Linked DNA regions of Mus musculus: region 2 is linked to region 1. The links are chromatin contacts, called in public Hi-C maps. All regions are on one chromosome and are shown on one strand. Each heading gives the region's core, a stretch centred on a gene start, on an enhancer-like site or on the middle of the called end of the contact. The rest is flanking DNA. Distances are from core to core; before and after follow the strand shown. Region 1 holds the start of Atp13a3 (ATPase type 13A3). Region 2 holds the start of Fam43a (family with sequence similarity 43, member A).

Region 1 (5,790 bases), core at 1,450-3,949:
GCTGGGATTAAAGGTGTGTGCCACCACGCCCGGCTCCTACTGTGTTTTAAAACCCCAGTGCTGGCCTGTGGAATGGCAGGCAGGTACCAAGCCTGACCACCTGAGTTCCATCCTTGGGACCCACAGCATGCAACCAGAGAACCAACTCCATAATAAGATTGCCCTCTGACATCTGCTCTTGTGCCATGATGTGTCCCTCACCCCCACAAATACATGTAATAGCAAACCAAAAAAAAAAAAAAAAAAAAAAAAAAAAAACCTGAGTGCATTGACCTTAGGACTTTAAGTAGTTGTGCATTTTAGACAGGACTTTGGAGGCAGTGTGGAGGATGTGTTCATCCAAAGAAGGCCGTTGGAGGCTGCCAAAGAGGCATAGCTTAGAAAGAATGGGTGCCAGAGGAATGGAGGTAGGAATTTGACGTGAAACAGATAGGGCTTGGTGACTCATCATGGGTGACTCATCTATTCCTAATTTCCTAATTCAAATGGTTATGTGATGGCAGTGCTCATAGTTCTGGGAGGGGCAGTTTTAAAGGCAGAGGGTTTTGGACAACTGTTGGTGTTTCTTGGTGAGCTCTCCATAGAGATGCATGACAAGCCGTTGGATATTTGAGTCTCTGTTTGGTAAAAGGCATCTGGCTGATGTGGGAGTTCAAAGCCAAGGGTGGAGCTGATCCTCCCAGAGTTGAGTGCAGCCGAGTGGGCACAGCTGTGGGGCTTAGGTGCTGCCCTGCATTTCAGGTGCTGCTTCACAACTGGTGCCACGGAGGAAGGCAGAGAGGTCTTAGTTACAGAGACTTGACAACTGGGAGAGCAAAATCCTTTGCAAGCTGAGGCAGTAGAGTAATTTCAGAAGGTGAGAACACCCACAGTGTCAAATGTGGCAGAGAGATGCTGAGAGGTAGTACCGAGGACAGTTCTGCAATGGTGGATGACAAGGTCAAGGGTTACTGTCAGTTGAGCTCTCTCTCTCTCTCTCTCTCTCTCTCTCTCTCTGTGTGTGTGTGTGTGTGTGTGTGGTTAGTTTGCCACGAGTTGAGGAATGAGGAAGTACAGGCAGGCCAGGGGGAGACCCACTGTTTAAGAGGTGTGCATAAGAGGGTCAGAAACACTTGATGGCTAATTGAAGAGGGCACTCTAAGTGGATGGTTGGCTTGACAGTTTTATTTATAGGACCAGGAGAGGCTTGTGCTTGTTAAAATCTGCGAGGTAAATAACCAACTGCTAAGGAAGCTGTCAGGAGTGTGTGCAGGGTTTTTTCAGTTCTACCCAGACTTCCTCAATCCTAGACTACTTACGTACTCCAACACAAGTGAGCTAGGGAACACACGGAGGGCTGAAACCCAATGGGGAGCAGGAGCTGGGAAGCCACAGCTGTGGCTCATCGTCATTTACTGTGATGTCCACATTACCTGGTAAAAAGAATTTCGTGGTTGCCATCCAGCCCTTCACCACTGCGGTTGGAAAGCAGGATCAGCATCCTTACTGTTCCCATTGAAGTGTATTAGGGCCACGTATCTGGGGCACATTACCGACCCAAATGAGGTGCTACTCTCTGCTGCGGACCAAGAGGCAGGATGCTCCATGCCTCTGGTGGACGGTGCCCAAGTATGGGAACAGGAGCTGAACACAGCTGTTCCCTCCTCTAAGACAGTCAAGCAGCTAAAAGTTATGTTTGTAGGAAGGTAGGAGAACAAAGATGGCCAGGCGTCTGGGATGCAGGTGAGGTAGACTCAGAGTGGAAAGATGGCGGAGCTGGAGGCAGCAGGTGGCAGGCTCAGCTTCCCGCGCTCGACAGGGAGCGGAAGGCAGTGAAAACCAAAACCGCGATTTGAACATCCGGGCGAGGCAGTGCCCCAAGATAAATCTCCTGTGGAGGGAAGTATTTAATTTGCTTCCAGCTCTGTCGGAAGAAACTCCTCTCTGAGACCCGGCTGTCTTCCGTATGGAAGCTCTCTTACCTACCTGACTGTTCTCTGTCCCACGCCCGTGGGCTGGGCCAGGAGTTCCATTGGAATTAAAGTGTTCTTTTTGGTATAGGTGGGGATAAAGGAGGGAAAGAATCTGGGTCCAGAGCTAGGACTTTGCTCTCCACCTTGCCAGCACAGGCGTCCTTTATGATTGCCACCCTAGACAAGCCTGCACTTACCACTGGGCCTCAGTGTCTTTGTTTAGAAAATGGGGGTTTGGACTACGATCTCCTCGCATGGGAAGCGACACCTAAGTTGATCGCCTCCCGCAAAATGAGTCCTGAGCAGCATCCCGCTAGCAGTTCTCGCTTAGGCGGGCTGGGGGCCCCGTAGGCGAGGAGGTGGGCGGGACCGGAGGGTCGCCCCGCCCCCTGACGGCCCCTCCGCGCTGGGCGCTGGGATGAGGCAATCACGTGACCTCACATCCGGCGCGGGAGTCCTGAGCTCGCGGGGCGCTCCCCGTGTGCCCGCCGGCCCTCCCCGCAGCGTGACCGGGCGCCGTGGCCGCGGGGAGGGGGTCCGCTTCGTCGCCGACGGCGGGAGACCGCTTCGCAGCACAGACCGTCCTCCTCCCCTGCCGGTCTTCCGCGCCGCGCTCCCTTGTTCTCGCCCTGCCCGGCTGCACGCCGCCGCCGCCGCCGCCCCGGGCGCCGACAGCGGAGCGCGGACGCCCCTGAGCCCGGTGCGGCCCGGGCCCCGCCGCGGCGCCTCTGTTCCCACAGCCGGAGCCGCGACGCGTGGCGGCGGACCCTCGAGCCCGAGCGACCCGCGGCCGCCGGCGCCGGCCGTGGGTGATGGGGCTGGGCTGAGGAGAGGCGGCGGCGGTGGCGAAAGCGGCCCCCCGGCCCCCTGCGGCCTTTTGGCTGCCCGGGCCGGGAGGCCGCGGAGAAGGCGGCACGGCGGCGCGGCTGGTGAGTGACTGGGCGAGCGGGGTGTGGGGCGGGAGGCGAAGGTGATGGGGAGGTTGGAGGAGGCGAACGGCGTCGCCCGGGTGGCGGGTACCAGGTGGGTCTGTGGCTGCTTCCTCGACTCGAATCGGACATCACCTCTCTGGGAAGGGGTATGTGTGTGACAGGGAGAGGGGTGCGGAGACCCGGCACTGTCTGGGAGCACGTGTACGTGTGGAGGTCTGGAGTGCACCCTCTGCGTGCCGGCCGGCCCCGCTAGGCCAGCCGCTCTAGAAAGTCCAGAAGGTGATGTGCCCGGAGCAAGAATGTGGGAAGGGCCCCAGATGGGTCCGTGCCGGTGCTGACTGTCCGAAGCCTAGTTCGGCCCCAGCCACCGACGAGTAAATCACCCTACTATCAGCACACTCTACACCGATAACCGAAGTCCAGAAAGGAAAGCGGACTTGAGGTGTCAACACTCCAGATTAAAGGGAGAGACGCAGGGCCGTGAGGACTAGAAAAGCCCAGACCCTTTTTTCGCTACGTACTCTCTGGCCTCGCCTTCACACAGACTGTGGGCCTGATTGATCGCTTTTCTGGTGGGGTGTGGAGTTGGGAGTGGAGGAAGGAGTAGCATTTGTCGACTGACAGTAACTGTTTGGGGCTTCCCAGTTTGGAAGGCTTTTGTGACAGGTGTTCATTGTTTATTTCCCCCTTAGGTCTGACAGAAGCACCCTAGGATCTTGGTGTCTGGATACATAAGAGGTATGAATCACTTACATAATTAGCTCCCAGTCATTAATGTTTTAGAGCTATATTTAGTGGCTTGTATTAGTGCAAAATGAATGGTTCTGGAGTCATAAACCCAGAAATTTATGTGATTCTGAACTGAATGGAACACGTTTGAGTATGTTAATGGTGATTTTTTTTTTTTTTGATCTGTGAAGCAGGACTGCAGGATTGTTTAAATCCAAGACATGTGGGGCCTTTTCGTGACGAATACAATTATAGAGGGTTTGAGGCTAATGTGAAAGTTTATTTGTTTTTACTTACATGTGTGCTTGAGTATGTATGTGAAAGGCGTGGATGCCCTCGGAGGCCAGGCCCTTTGAAACAGGTGGTTGTGAGCTGACTGCAGTGGTTAGGTCCTAAGAGCAGCACGCACTTTTTACTGCTGAGCCATCTTTCTAGCTCCAGTGCGATTTTATTCTGGAAGGGCCAGCACGTCATTAAACGGGCTCCACCTTTGATTAGAACCAAACCTTTTTTGCTAAAACTGGCATCAGTTTTGTTTTCCTGGAATATATGTGTAGCATTCTTTTTGAGGACTGTTGCTTTGCTGAATAGGCTGTAGTTGCTAAGATAGATTGTGTGGACATCCCATCAGGGTTTGTCCAACAACTTCAAAAGTACATCAGTTTCTGGAAGTTCTTTTTGAGATGGTAAACCCATTAATGACAGTTGTAGAAGAGGAAAAAAGATGATACTGCCTCAGCCTTCTGAGTAGTTGTGTTACAGGCAGCAGCACTAAGTTTAGCAGGGAGGATACTGTTTACTCCGTTTCCTGGTGTTTCCTGGTGTCTGCTCTCCCCACTCCCCAGTCGTTTGTCACTAGTTTAGGTAGAGGATGGAGTAGTTGAGATTTTTAAACGTTGTTAGAACAGCAGTGCTTGTTTTGGTTATGGGATTAGGCAGGAAAAGTGATAATTTATATGTTTCATTTAAGTACGGTTGTAATCAGATGAAAATATTACGTGGCAGTGTAGTTTTGAAAACAAAGTTGATAAGCTTCAAGCTGATGGAGCGCTATGATTGATTTCTTAGCCCAGGCCAACCAGTAACAGAAATTGAAATTTTAATTTAGAATTAGTTTGAGAATTTAATTTAGAATTAGAATTAGTTATATAAATTCCTATATTGGCATTAAAGTAGTTTCATAGATAGTAGAAAGAAAATCTCATGTCCTATGAAGTGCTTGGTTCTGTTATCAGATATTAGCACTAACATAGTTCAACATGTTTAGTTTGCCCCTAATAACCATGTAATACCAGTTTCCCAAATGATTCTTTCTTTTTTTAAAAAAAATAATTTATTTTTATGTTATGCATTAGTGTTTTGCCTGAATGTCTGTCTGTGTGAGGGATCAGATCCCCTGGAACTGTAGTTGTGAGCTGCCACGTGGGTGCTGGGAATTCGACCCAGGTCCTATGGAAGAGCAGCAGCCAGTGCTCTGCCGAGTCATCTCTCCAGCCCCAAATGTTTATTTTTCAAATATCGATTCTTCTGTGAATAAGTGTTGGGGCTTGGGGATGTAGCTCAGTTGGTAAAGTGCTTGCTACTATGCCTGAGGCCCTGGGTGCAATCCTGGATGTGGTGCCAAATGCTTGTAATTTATTTGTGCAGGGGAATCAGAAGTTAAAGGCATCCTCAGCTACAGACTTAGTTTAGGGATGACCTGGGCTACATGAGACTCTGTCTCAAAGAAAAAGAAAAAAGAAAGAATGTGTGTTGACAGTTAACAGAAAATTGTAATAGAAAGAGTTCATGGGATTTGGGAGTCTGACCTGACTGATTACTGATTTAACTTTGTCAGTGGCAATAGTTATTGAGATATTGTACTATGTACTAGGCCCTAAAGTAAATACTTGGTAGTTATTGAACTTTCTTTTCTAGATGAGGAAACAGGTTTTGCAATAAGTTCCTAGTTACATACTTACACAAACCAAGAAATAAGAACTTCTGTGTTGTAGACAGTAATATTAAACTTAGATTGTGGTTGTCTTCGAAGTCTTTAAACTGTAAGTTGCTTCTTAACTGTTCTTCTTTTTCCCTTTCCTGTTTCATTTCAATTTACAAAGAACAATATTTCTAAGAGGCTTGAGGGCCCCTGAGTGCATGTGAAGAGGGGAGGACTCAGCTAGTTCTTCCTGAGT
Region 2 (5,790 bases), core at 2,139-4,638, 210 kb before region 1:
TCTCAATTTGAAGCCAGCCTGGTCTGTATTAGGAAGTTCCTGGCCAGTTAGAGCCGCACAGTGCGTCTCTTGTCTCAAAAGCAACAAGCAAGCAAAACTGCACACACACACACAATGGGAATATGAAATATACAGAGGCTGGCCACAGATAAAACACCCCGAGTTGGTCTGATCCAAAAGCACGCTATGGGTGGCAAGGTCTCACCTCCGGCTCTCTTCCAGCCACAGCAGGACCACACTAAAACTGGAGGCACAACCCCGCCCCCACCTCCTCCCCGCCAATCATCTGGGGTAGCATTTCCAGAGGCTCTCGCCTGTTCTGACAGCTTTTCCTCTTTATTCTCACCCCGCTGCTGACATGCCAACAGAACTGAAACAAGGCTGCTCAAAAAAATAACAAAATGTTTTATACACATTTCCATATATACAACCGTACAACATTTTACAGGTATCTTTTGCACAGCAAAAGAGATATAAACATTCAGCTCCGAGAACACAGTTATGTACAAAAAACAAAAAGTCAAAAATACTTCACAACAGTGCAAAAATATTTTACATAGCATCATGGAGTAGGAGCTTTGGGGCCAGAGGAAGGTGTGTATTTCTAAAGGAAAATTCCTTTTTTGTTTTTTAGATATTAGGTTTCTTTAACTGTAAACAAAACACGACTTTCATACACTGCCCCCCCCCCCAAGAAGAGTTATTTGAGAAATTTGGCAAACTTTCAAGAGTTTGAGTCTGAGGTAAACAGCCCAAGCTCCCCTATCCGAAAGAACTGGGGGCAGGTAAAGTGGCATTGAAGCCTCCAACGTTTTGAAAGTGACTTTGTTAATGAGATATTGATGACAGAAAGAGGCCTTCCAGTCAGGGGGTCTGGAGAGGAAGTTAACCCCTCCTTCCCTAGCCCCAGCTGCCTCACAAACAGGAAACCGGCTGCTGGGCACCTCCAGCCCGCCCTTGGCCTTTTCCAACTTCAGCCAGCTCTCCCTCACCCACCTTTGTAGTGCTTCTCGCCCTCCCTGCCCCCCATCCCCCTGTTCACAACCTGAGCCACCTCTGAGCCAAAGCGCTGGGGCAACTAGCAAGAGGGAATAGCTTCCCCAGAAAACTCCAAAGTCGGGTCTGGGCTTCAAGTGCATCATTTTCCCTTTCCTGGAGGTTAGGGGGAATAGAACTACTGTTGGGGAGCCACTATGTGTATGTTGGGAGGGGCGCACAGAGAAGTCTTCTGGCAGCTTAGCCCGAGTAGGGCTCATCTAGGCTGGTGCTGTCAGCAGGGCCCGATGGGTTGCCAGGGCTGACAGGGGTGGCATCCAGGCCTCCGCCCTCGATGGAGCTCTCGCTGCCTGTGCTCTCGCCCGACAGCAGGCGTGTCACCCTTAAATCGGTCTCCAGGGTGCTCACGTCATTGCCAAAGCTAAGGTCGCCCAGGTCACTAATAAGCTGTGACAGTTGGGCCTTCATGTCTGAGGCACAGACTGACAGAGGAAGTGATGTCCCCGAGCTGGGGCCCAGCGAGACCCCGCCGTCCCCCAACGCCTCCTCGTGGCCATTTTCCAGCGGGTCCAGCAAGTCCTCACATTCCAACTGCATGGCCACCACCAGCGCCCTCTGCGCCTCAGCCTCTTCCTCTGCTGGATCCCCATCCCCCACACCGTCCTCTTCTTCCTCCTCCTCCAGGCAGTCCTCCAGATGCTCCTCTTCTTCCTCCTGCAGCTCCTCCTCTTGCTGTTCCCCAAGCAGGTCCTCGGTGATGGAGCCCAGCTTGGGAGCGCTGCGGCTGCGCTCCACTGGCGGCTTGTAGCAGCAAGGTCCGTGCAAGAGCAGCTTGCGCAGCGGCACTAGTGGGATGGTGTGTGCGCCCACCAACTCCTGCTGCTGGTGACGCGCATCATCCCGCCGCTTGAGACGTTTAAACTCTGCCAGAGCGTTGGCTGATGTCTGGTAAAGCAGCAGAGCCATGGCCTGAGCCTTCTCCGGCTTGGACACCAGCACCGCGTGGCAGCGTAGCATTACCGCCTTGTGCTTCAGCTCATGCCGGTATACCCAGGCGAAGACTTTGGGTAGCCGCGCGTCTGCCACACAGTAGGTGACGCGGTGCAGCAGGTAGAGGTGGCCGGGACGTCGCAGCGCTCGCTCCTCGGCATGCACCATGCGGATGCCTTGCGCACTCACGGTCAGCTTCATCTTAGTCCCTTGACGGCCGGCCTCACTCTTGCTCCAGATCTTGCCCACCGCTAGGTCAGTGCAACCGTCCCCGCGCGCCTGGATGGTGGTGGCATTCCCCAGGTAGAGCACAGTGTAAGTGGGGTCCTCGCTGGTGATGTGCAGCTTCTTGCGCTTGGAGCGGAACATGCTGCCCACCCGGCTGAGCGCGCCTTCCGGGCAGGCTCTCGCCAAGGAGCTGAGCGCGGAGTAGTGCAGGCTCACAGCGTAGCCCTTAGGCTTGGACGCCTGCCGCGGCGGCGCCTCGGCCAGCAGCTCGAACTTGTGCTTCTTCCACGGCAGCATCTCCGGAGGACGCCCGGGAGTGGCTGGGGCGGCGGTGGCCGAGCGCGGGGTGAGAGCCCCGCAGGGCCACCAACCCAGGCTACGCTTGGCCCGGGCAAGCTCGAAAAATAAAACTCAGGCTGGGAGGACCTCCGGGGCAGGGAGATGGAGGCAGGAGAGGCCAGATAGTGCTTGGGAACCCCGCAGGGACTGGGGTAGGATATTAGAAAAAAATATTCAGGAAAGAGAGAGAGAGAGAGAGAGAGAGAGAGAGAGAGAGAGAGAAGCCTAGATGAGGAGGACCAGGACAAAAGTCTCAAACAAGCAACAAAATAAGAGAGCGGAGCGGAAAATATTTTAGAAAAAGGCCAAATGAGTGCGTACAAATAAATAAAGGTGGGCGGCTCGGCCAAAGCAACCGGGATGGTGAGAGAAATAAGCTGGAACTCTTCTTCAGCGAACGTGACACACACACAAGTCTTGGGCCAGGGCCAGGAGCCGCGGAAACTACAGCAGTGCGCCCAGGGGCCGGTGCTCCCCACCCCCAGTGGGTGCAGAAGAGGGCGAGCCCCTTGGCTGGACTGGTCCCTGAATAAGCAGCTTGCCCCAAGTGTGGTCCGAGAGGTCTGGCTGGCCGCGGCGGGCCAAGCACAGCGGTCCCGCAGCTCACTGCATCCTCGCTCCGAGGGGACGCCGGAGACTCGCGCTCGGCCGTCTCGGCCAAGGTAGCGCGGGGTTCGGAGGGCAGGACGCGCACATCGTCCGCTCCGGGGACTGCCGCTACCTCATTGCTTCCCTCCGGGGGTGTCCGGCTCCGCTTCGGGGTTCTCGGCGATCTGCAGCGCGCCCTCTGTGGTCGTGCGCGCGGTAGCCGACTTGCTCGCTTCACATCATTGCCGTCCGGGAGGAAGATCTCGGGTTAATATAGGCCGGCACGAACCATTCACCGCGCGGACAGGGGAGGAGCACAGGAGAGGATCCCTTTAGGGCTGCGACGCCGGACGCAGTTCTGGTCTCTTAAAGGGACCAGGTTGCAGGCACTGGTCGAGAGAAGGGAAGACTAGTCCACTTAGGCAACCACGTTCCAAATTTACCAGCATCTCTTTTAGCTATAGAAACCAAAAGACCTGGAGTTACCCGATAGATAGCAAGAGGAACTTAAACTTTGACACTCCACCCTAGGCTAAATTGCAACTCGCTGAATAAGTCTACGTCTAGATCGAAACTTCTGGAGGAGGCGGTGGAAGTTGAGCTTGTAGGCTCTGGGGAAAATTGCGTAGTATTTTGTCGTTGTGGTGACTGTTGTTGTGTTCCTTCTGTGACAACTTCAAGAGAATTTGCAGGTTCTGTTTACTATTATTCTTTAATAATCATCTATTAAGGAAAATAAAGAGCCAGGCGGTGGTGGCGCACACCTTTAATCCCAGCACTTGGGAGGCAGAGGCAGGCGGATTTCTGAGTTCGAGACCAGCCTGGTCTACAGAGTGAGTTCCAGGAGAGCCAGGGCTACACAGAGAAACTGGGGGGGGGGGGGGGGGGAATCAGGAGGGGGGGGCAAACTATAAGAGAATCAATTTTTTGCCTGTTACTCTTCTCCTGGTGCCATTTATCCGCCGGTGAGCAGCAAGCAGGTAGTGGAAAGTTCGTGGTTAAGATGACTGCCATGAACAATATTGAACACAGTAGTGAATGGTCCCTAAGTTACTTGCTTCCAGTTTCCACCCCCGACCCAAACTGCCACAGACCCTCAGAGTAAGGCACTTTTTCGAGACATATGAAGTTTCTAAGTAAGGCTGTGCTGCTGTTTGTAGAGCCATCACTGATGCAATTTGGGTGACAATGCTTAGTAAAAACTCAGATGATACTTTTCATACTCTTTTTTCACGAGCTAACTGGACAACGTGGGGTTTGTTTGTTCCCCTTTATTTTCCCTCCCCTGAGACAGGATCTGGTTACCTCGATCAGGCTCTACGCACATTTGGATCCTCTTGTCTCCGTCTCCACATTGTGGCATGCACCACCATGTCTAGCTCTAGACAAGATACCCTCACTCGCCGGCTTGCCCCTCTGAACCCTCCACAACCTTCTGGACACCCAGGGGCCAACCAGTAAAAGCTAAACGACTTCTATTTGATGAATGAGACATCCGAGCAAACATATATATATATATATATATATATATATATATATATATATATTTTTTTTTTTTTTTTTTTTGCTGGGTTAACTTCAGCCAGAAAAGCCCAAAGTCCTATGAGAATCTGGGAAAAGAGAAAAGAGAGTTCCCAGTGACTAAGAAAATTAAAGAGGATCCAGGGAGCAAGCGATGTTTGAAAGATGATTTCCCCAAGTGGGAGGGGGATTGGAGGGCTCTCTGAGAGCAGAGGATGATGCAATGCCAAGATTAAAATGCAGACACTTGTATGAGATTCGACAGAGTCAGTGATAACAATAAAGAAATGTTTCCCCATCAAAGAAATGTCCTATAATGGATTTAAAACCCTCTCTCTCTGTAGGAAGAAATGGCCTTTTCCTGACTGGCCGTTAACGAGGGTCCTAGTGCCCAACTTGCCAGCTGTGTGGGTGGGCTAAGGCGGGGGGGGGGGGGGGAATACCAGACACCAGGATGGAACAAACCAGAATTATAATAATCCATCATGCCAACATTGATGTTTCTTTTCTGCCAAAGGGACTGCAATATTGTGCGTATTTGTGTGTGCACACAATAGAAATTATTGTTCAATGCCAATAATGACAACTTGCAAATTCGAAAGAACAAAATATTCTGGGGAAAGCATGCCAACTTAGCCTTCAGCTGAGTGATCCTCTATAATCCCCAACTCTAAATTCTAAACTAGAGCCCATATCCAAGAAGTTAACATTGCCAAGTGTCCAGGATGTCTGAGGGCCAGAAGGGCTTCGGGGAGCAAAAAGAGGACCAAAGCTGGTCTCATCTCCAATGAAGGTATGACTATGGGCTACACCCAGTTACAGAGAAACCAGAGAGAAGCAGCGATAAGGAAGCATCCACTACAGCTCTCTGGTGGCAGCCAGAGCACCAGTCTCAGAGGTACAGGCTGTGTCATGCCTAACTACCTGTTTAATAAGCTTGTTTCGATCTTGGAAGAGCAGAAAGGTTCTAGGTGAATGGGAACACCCCATGTGTGAGTCACGTCCTGGGCTTGTGCTCTAAGACCCAGGAAGGAAGAAACCTTTATATCTCCTGCAGACCTGGACCTTGGATAGCCTTTGGGGGGTCTACCTACCTTGCCGTCTGGAGAACCTGGCCAGCCTCGCTGA

What was found. A called contact is a pair of places that touch in the nucleus more often than the background predicts.
Region 2: a Hi-C map of neutrophils shows a contact between it and region 1, with 3 times the contacts expected there. The contact joins the promoter of Fam43a here to the promoter of Atp13a3 in region 1. A contact is called at or near these places in 1 of 39 promoter capture datasets (hippocampal neurons), 6 of 484 Hi-C or Micro-C datasets (the Ba/F3 cell line, CD8 T cells, LSK cells and 3 more) and 2 of 115 datasets of contacts at active chromatin or transcription factors (memory CD8 T cells and pancreatic cancer cells).

What each region holds. Positions count from the first base shown.
Region 1 is chr16:30,385,439-30,391,228 of GRCm38.p6, reverse strand. It overlaps Atp13a3 (ATPase type 13A3), which reads left to right and starts at 2,699. Exons shown (of 34, transcript NM_001128096.1): 1 at 2,699-2,881; 2 at 3,577-3,622.
Region 2 is chr16:30,597,321-30,603,110 of GRCm38.p6, reverse strand. It overlaps Fam43a (family with sequence similarity 43, member A), which reads right to left and starts at 3,388. Exons shown (of 1, transcript NM_177632.3): 1 at 314-3,388. The coding sequence starts at 2,511. The coding sequence ends at 1,237.